Linked DNA regions of Mus musculus: region 1 is linked to region 2. Evidence: chromatin contacts called from public Hi-C data. All regions are on one chromosome and are shown on one strand. The core of a region is the stretch at or near the end of the contact, and the rest is flanking DNA. Distances in the headings are between cores, read along the strand shown.

What was found. A called contact is a pair of places that touch in the nucleus more often than the background predicts.
Region 1: a Hi-C map of the N1E-115 cell line shows a contact between it and region 2, with 12 times the contacts expected there. The contact joins two enhancer-like sites. A contact is called at or near these places in 7 of 39 promoter capture datasets (HPC-7-derived erythroid cells, embryonic stem cells, hippocampal neurons and 2 more), 9 of 15 datasets of contacts at CTCF or cohesin (CD8 T cells, the G1E-ER4 cell line, the NIH/3T3 cell line and 6 more), 255 of 484 Hi-C or Micro-C datasets (the 63-12 cell line, the AML12 cell line, the AtT-20 cell line and 131 more), 40 of 115 datasets of contacts at active chromatin or transcription factors (CD8 T cells, PVALB interneurons, T-cell acute lymphoblastic leukemia and 27 more) and 6 of 9 other capture datasets (adipose tissue, embryonic stem cells, embryonic tail and 3 more).

Annotation. Positions count from the first base shown.
Region 1 is chr1:156,239,725-156,242,724 of GRCm38.p6, forward strand. No RefSeq gene overlaps it. Among named protein-coding and RNA genes, the nearest start is that of Gm30472, 28 kb to the left of the region's middle. Within about 2 kb of position 1,542, at least 16 of the 459 cell types and tissues checked have an H3K27ac peak or open chromatin away from gene starts, as enhancers often do. A contact at or near this core is called in the N1E-115 cell line and the P5424 cell line, where this site is marked.
Region 2 is chr1:156,088,753-156,091,604 of GRCm38.p6, forward strand. All of the region lies in intron 1 of Fam163a (family with sequence similarity 163, member A), which reads right to left. Among named protein-coding and RNA genes, the nearest start is that of Tor1aip1, 54 kb to the left of the region's middle. Within about 2 kb of position 1,364, at least 21 of the 459 cell types and tissues checked have an H3K27ac peak or open chromatin away from gene starts, as enhancers often do. A contact at or near this core is called in the N1E-115 cell line and the P5424 cell line, where this site is marked.

The DNA.
Region 1 (3,000 bases), core at 292-2,791, 150 kb after region 2:
GAAGTGAAGACTGTGGGATGACCACAGGAGTTTGGTGGTGGAAGGAAGAGAGCTATAGTCTATGAGGTTACAGAAAACTACACATGGCATAGTTAGGGGTGCAGACAGGGTAGCTCTCATGATTTTCAGATTTGCTAAGTTTGAGATGTTTGGATGTTAGTGAAGAGATCAGCAGGTAATTAAGTCCCTTTGGGAGAGCCATCTTAGCGGATTTTACAAGGCAGGAGTCCTCAGCTTAGGGGCCATGATTAAAGCCAGAGCATGGAGACTCTTGCTAAGGCGCCCTCAAGCGTTAAGAAGGAAAGGAAAAGAGGACCTTGAAAGATGCTAGGGCTTGAGCAAGAGAAGAAATTCTAAAGGTGGAAGGGAGGTCCTGGAAACGAAGGATATCAGGAGGAAGTGTGGTCAGGCAGTCATGTGCCGACAGGTAGGGCGGGATGACATTGGTGGGGGACAAGGAGGGATGATCAGGGGATGGGGTTGGGGGAGTAGGTTGGGGAAGCAGGACATGGTGGGGGGGCTGACTGGTGGGCTGGGTGATGTGGCAATCTCATGAGACCTTGGCAGACACAGTTTTGGTAGTGTCGTGGGTGGAATCAGAAGGGTTTAAAGAGGGGACTGGAGACATGTAGAGAATGCGGTTCAGGTGACTGGCTGGAGAAATGCCACCTGTTTGGAGCCCGCCACTACTTTCTGAATGTGACTCCTGGGTAGAGAGTACTTACCTTTCTGATGCTCAAGTCACCTATAAAAATGGAACTGTAGTAGGAGTGTTGGGAAAATGGAAAACATAGAAAGTATGTCAATTGTGATAGGTCATATCATCAACATGGCAGGATCTAGAATCATCCGAGACAAGCTCTGGGCACATCTGTCTGGGATTATCTAGCTAAAATGAGTAATGGGCAGCCTACAGGGTGTGCCTTAATTACAGCAACTGAAGTAAGTAGTAGACCTGCCCTGAATTAGGGACACCTTTCAGTGGCAGCCTAGATACAAGGACTGATGGGTAGGCTTTGTGGTTTTCTTTTTCTTTTTTTCCTTCTTGCCTTCCCATTGTCCATTATTCTATCATTTCTGCCTGCACTGCTGCCTCCATTCTCTTTGGACACTAAAGCCCAGCATCTTTAGCCCTCCTCCTCTGTGGTCTGAAGACCTGCTGGTCCCAGGAATCCAGCCTCATAGACCAAGTGGTTAGCAGATGCTCACTCTCTCCAATGTGAAGGCAGCCATTGCTGGACTACCCAGACCATACAGGTAAGCCAGCATAACTTCCCTTTCTGGATATATTCATCCTATTGGCTCTGTTCCTCTGGAGAACTCTAATAAATTTATGTAATAAGTGCCTAGTAAAGCCATACTAACCTCACTATGACACAGTATTAATCTCTGCCACATTTGGGCAAGATACTTAACTCTTGTGCCTCGGCTCTCTTACACTGTAACATATTGTAACATGTGGTCATTGTCTGCCTTATACTGTAACATAATGTAACATATCATTGTTGGAATTGGGTTTTGCCTTTCTCTTGCTGCTAGGTGGCGCTAGAGGACAAGCACTAGATCCTCTATCACACAATATAGAGTTCCTGCAGGTTCTCCTAGCCAGGACACCACAAAGTAAGAACACTCCCCCTTCCACCCCTATTCCCCAGAGCCTTGGCTACTTCATATGTGCAAAGTATGTGTTCTACATGTAGCTGTATTCTCAGCCTGAGAAAATCCTTTTGGAGATTCACAGGCATGCCTGAACTGTGAGAATTTTATATTCTTCCTGCTAGAATTCTACAATGTACCAGCCTTAGTCCTAACGGAAGATGGCCATAGATTTTCTTTTGACTGAGCTGTCTTGGTTAGTGTAATTAGAGCCTTGTTAGGGTTTTCCCACTTCTTCCAAGGAATAAAGTCACAGTTTATTGCCAATTTCTGTAAAGGGGGAATGCTCTGGCTATTTTGCATAGAGTAAAATTAGAAAATAAATTGAAACCGTGGGAAGATGACCCTATGAGAATTACCCTAAAGCTCTATTCCCAAAGAACTCACTTGGAAGTCGCTTTAACTACTTTTCCAGGTTAAAAATGAATAATTGGAGTAGAGAAGCTCCAAGCTGCATGCTAAATTCGATTTTCTATAGTGCAATGGTAGGTACCTGCACTTGCTGGCGCGGCCGCAGAGTGCTTGTCCTCGAGCGCCATCTAGCAGCAAGAAACGACAAACACAGCCTCGAAAAGGCTCCACTTGCTTGACCCTTAGAGGGAAACAAGCCATAATTTGGCTGTTCTACTCACAAAGTCTGCTCTCAGGAGGAATTCAGTGAATTCTTGGGCTTACAATCGCCACACTGAAGTCCCACGAGGTCTTTAAAGCCGCTTTTAACCCCTCTCCATCACGGACCTGCTGCTCCAGAGGGAGTGCAGCTTGTCCCATGGGTGCAGAGGGACAGAGCACACGCTGGGCAGTGCCACCAAGGCTCCCTGTCCTTTTGTCAGGCCACCTGATGCTCTACTGTCACCTTTCAAATACAAAAGGAAGTACAGTGTGCTAAGGTTTTAGCAGCTATTCCTTTTTTCTTGTCCAGCTGCTGTTCTGTGAGCAAACCTTGAGAGCAGCTCTGGGCTTCTGGGAATATGTTGCCACACCGCCCAGGGCCAACATTAGCTCCTTGCTGTGAGTAGTGCCAAAAGCTATACAGATTCCGATACAAGGCTCACATCAAATTTGGTCAGCACGCAGTGGGAGGATGCTACGGGGGCGATAAAAGAATATATGATTTCAGTGTCCATCAGTCCAACCTAGGTCGCAGTCTTCGTTTCGGCCCATTTCAGATGAGACTGACTTCACAGCACTGTAGTTCTCAGTGTATTCCCAGGACAGCGGCCTGAGGGCTAAGCCTTGATCTGGCACAGTGGCTTACCGCATGAGGTGCTAGAGAGGAAAGGGGGCTCCAGAAGCAGGAAGGAGAGAGGATGCCGGCCGGCAGAGAGTGGCAAGGGAAGTTAG
Region 2 (2,852 bases), core at 114-2,613:
TCCACACACACATAAGGGGAATCAGTTATTTGGTGAAGAGCTAGAGAGGAAATCTCTTTGGCAAAGCCATTGCTGAGCTGTGAAGGCCTCCTTCCCACCCACTAGCGAGAAGAGCTGTGGCTGATCCACTGCTCTACCCAATAGTTAGTGAGCCAATCCCAATGGGTGGGTGGCTCCCAGATACCCAGGGGCTAAGCAAAGAGTTACCAAGAGGCCCCTGGAAAGAGCGTGCTGCATGGGGCTTTGCTCAAGAACAAGGTCTTGAGATTCCTTTTAAAGTATAGTCAGCGAAGACATCTCTCCAGCTCCCCTCTAATCAAAACAAAACATCACAACAATCCCCACAAATCACACCTCAGCCCAATCCAGCTGCTTTTTATCTTATTTCCAAAAGACAGTTGCTGGTGTTCTTATAAACTGTAGAGTGCCAGTCATAAGTCATAACCAGCCTGCTCCCATGACTTTCAGTGTAGAAATATGAGTCACAGACATGCAAAGACTCTTTTTTGTTTTTGTTTTTGTTTTTCGAGACAGGGTTTCTCTGTGTAGCCCTGGCTGTCCTGGAACTCACTCTGTAGACCAGGCTGGCCTTGAACTTAGAAATCCGCCTGCCTCTGCCTCCCAAGTGCTGGAATTAAAGGAGTGTGCCACCACGCCTGGTTTGCAAAGACTCTTAAAAGAGCTGGCCCCCAACATCTTATTTAACAGGGAGAAGCCAAGTTCAGAGAGGATGAGTAACTTGCTCGACCACACAGCAGGGTCGAGACAGATGCATCTGGAGAGGCACTGGGTGTGGAGCCTCTGGTCCTGCTGTCTGTCCTTCCAGAAGGGCTATACAAATTTCACCAGGAGCCGAGGTGTCCCCTGGAGTGTACTTTCTTGAAGCAGGTTTGTAGTAACAATCAACCAAGTTACAGGTTAAGAGGCAGAGACCGCCCAAACCTCCCAGAGCCACACCCACAGTGGGCGGAGTCTGTATTGTACCAGGCTTAGATCTTGCCATCTTGCCGTCTGGCCCTTTGGGGAAGTGATACAGGAATGGAGGTCTTTGGGAGGTTTCAGTCTGGAGGCAGCAGGGGTGGGGTGGGAAGCATGTAGGAGGGGTGACCTTGTAGAATCAGTGACATCATCTGGTACCCACGTCAAGGCTGGTTCTGGGTTCGGTGCCCTTCGGGCCGAATACATTAGTAGTCCTGAGGTGGGAATTCAGAGCACATCAGCCTGGAAGGTGGAGCATAGATGGGGAAGGACACTAAAAGCCACTCTCCATTAAACTAGAGATCTCTGCTCTCTCAAAGGGACCGCCCTGCCATCAGTAACCCCAAAGGGTCACCTCATTCACTTCCTGGGCGACTAAAGATGCAGAAGGCAGGCTGCAGCTGGCACCAACGTATGTGATTAATGGCCTCTGCCCCTGCTCCACCCTGTTAGGAGCACAAATTAATTGAGTGGGGGCTAAGCACCAGCTGATGTCAATTTCTTCTGATGCAATTAAGCCTTCGCCAGTCATTTATTAACTGGTGAAATTGACACAGCAGGTTAGCAGCTGGAGGAGAGGGACTGTTGTTTCCTTGTAAACTGTCTAGGACAGCAAGCCTCAGGCCAGGCTGGTGAGAGAGGGAGGCTGAGGCAGGGTGGGGGTGGGGCTGAAGCTCAAGCATCTGTTGTTTCTGTGCCCACTGATGAGCCCTGACTCTCAGATGAGGGTCTGAAGAGTTGCTTTTGCCCCAGATAAGTAACCTCAGGCTCCCAGAGACGTGTGCTGTTGGAAAAAACAACACCTGCAGAGCATTAAGAAGAGTCAAAGCCATGACATAAAAGGGGGTCTCTATCATGTCACCTTGGCCTTGGTGTGTCCTAAGACCCTGCAGGTCCTTGTGCCGAGACATTCAAGCACAGCCCACGATAGGCAACTTCAACACTACCAGAAAAAGAACAGGGGGCAGAATCCATGATTCTAAATACGGTCAAGAAGACAGTGAAGGGTAACCATTATAACTCCACCCCTTGTCACCCAAACACATAATTTTAAATCCTAGGCCCCTAAAGCCTCATTTTCATCTCATAATGAAAATGCATTTCACCCACCTTTAAAAGCCCTCAAAGGCTTTAGACAGTTTTGACACTGTTTAAAAGTTCAAAGTCACTTCTGAAATGCAAAGCTGTCTTGTTTTTATTTCTGCAAGTGTGTGTGTGTGTGTGTGTGTGTGTGTGTGTGTGTATGTGTGTGTGTGTGTGTGTGCGTGCATATAAGATTGCATATGTGAGCCAGGAGGAGAGAGAGAGACAGGAGGAGGGTAAGAGAAGACATCCTGGGAGAACACACCTGAAGCCCAAAGAACAAGATCAAACATGTCTAAAAGGCCCCGTTCCTGGTGCAAACTGTCCAACAGCATCCACTGAGCTGTGCTCTTCACAGGGGGTGCTCTCCCACATCCTGCAGTGCGGCCTCCCCTCTCTCCCCACTAGCCTTCCTGACTTGATTGCATCCCTCTGAGAACATCCCTGCCGCAGTTACCAGATGGATAAGCTTCCCTTTCTGAACCTCACCTAGTGTTCTTGCCTGTTAACTGTCGGCCCCCACATCAAGGGAGTCTTTTAAAAAACGATACCCTTATTTTAAATCAAAGTTTCACCTCCAATTCTTGACAGATAGTTTGATGGTTTGAAAGAAATGGGCCCCCAGGGGCTCTCCCATGTTTGGATGTTTGGTCCCCAGTTGACAGAGTTGCTAGGGACAGACTTTTAGGTTCTAAAAGCCCATGTTATTGCTAGTTAATTCTCCCTCTCCCTCCCCCCTCCCCTCCCCTCCCTCTCCCCCTCCCCCCTCTCTCTGTAGATCAGGATGTAAG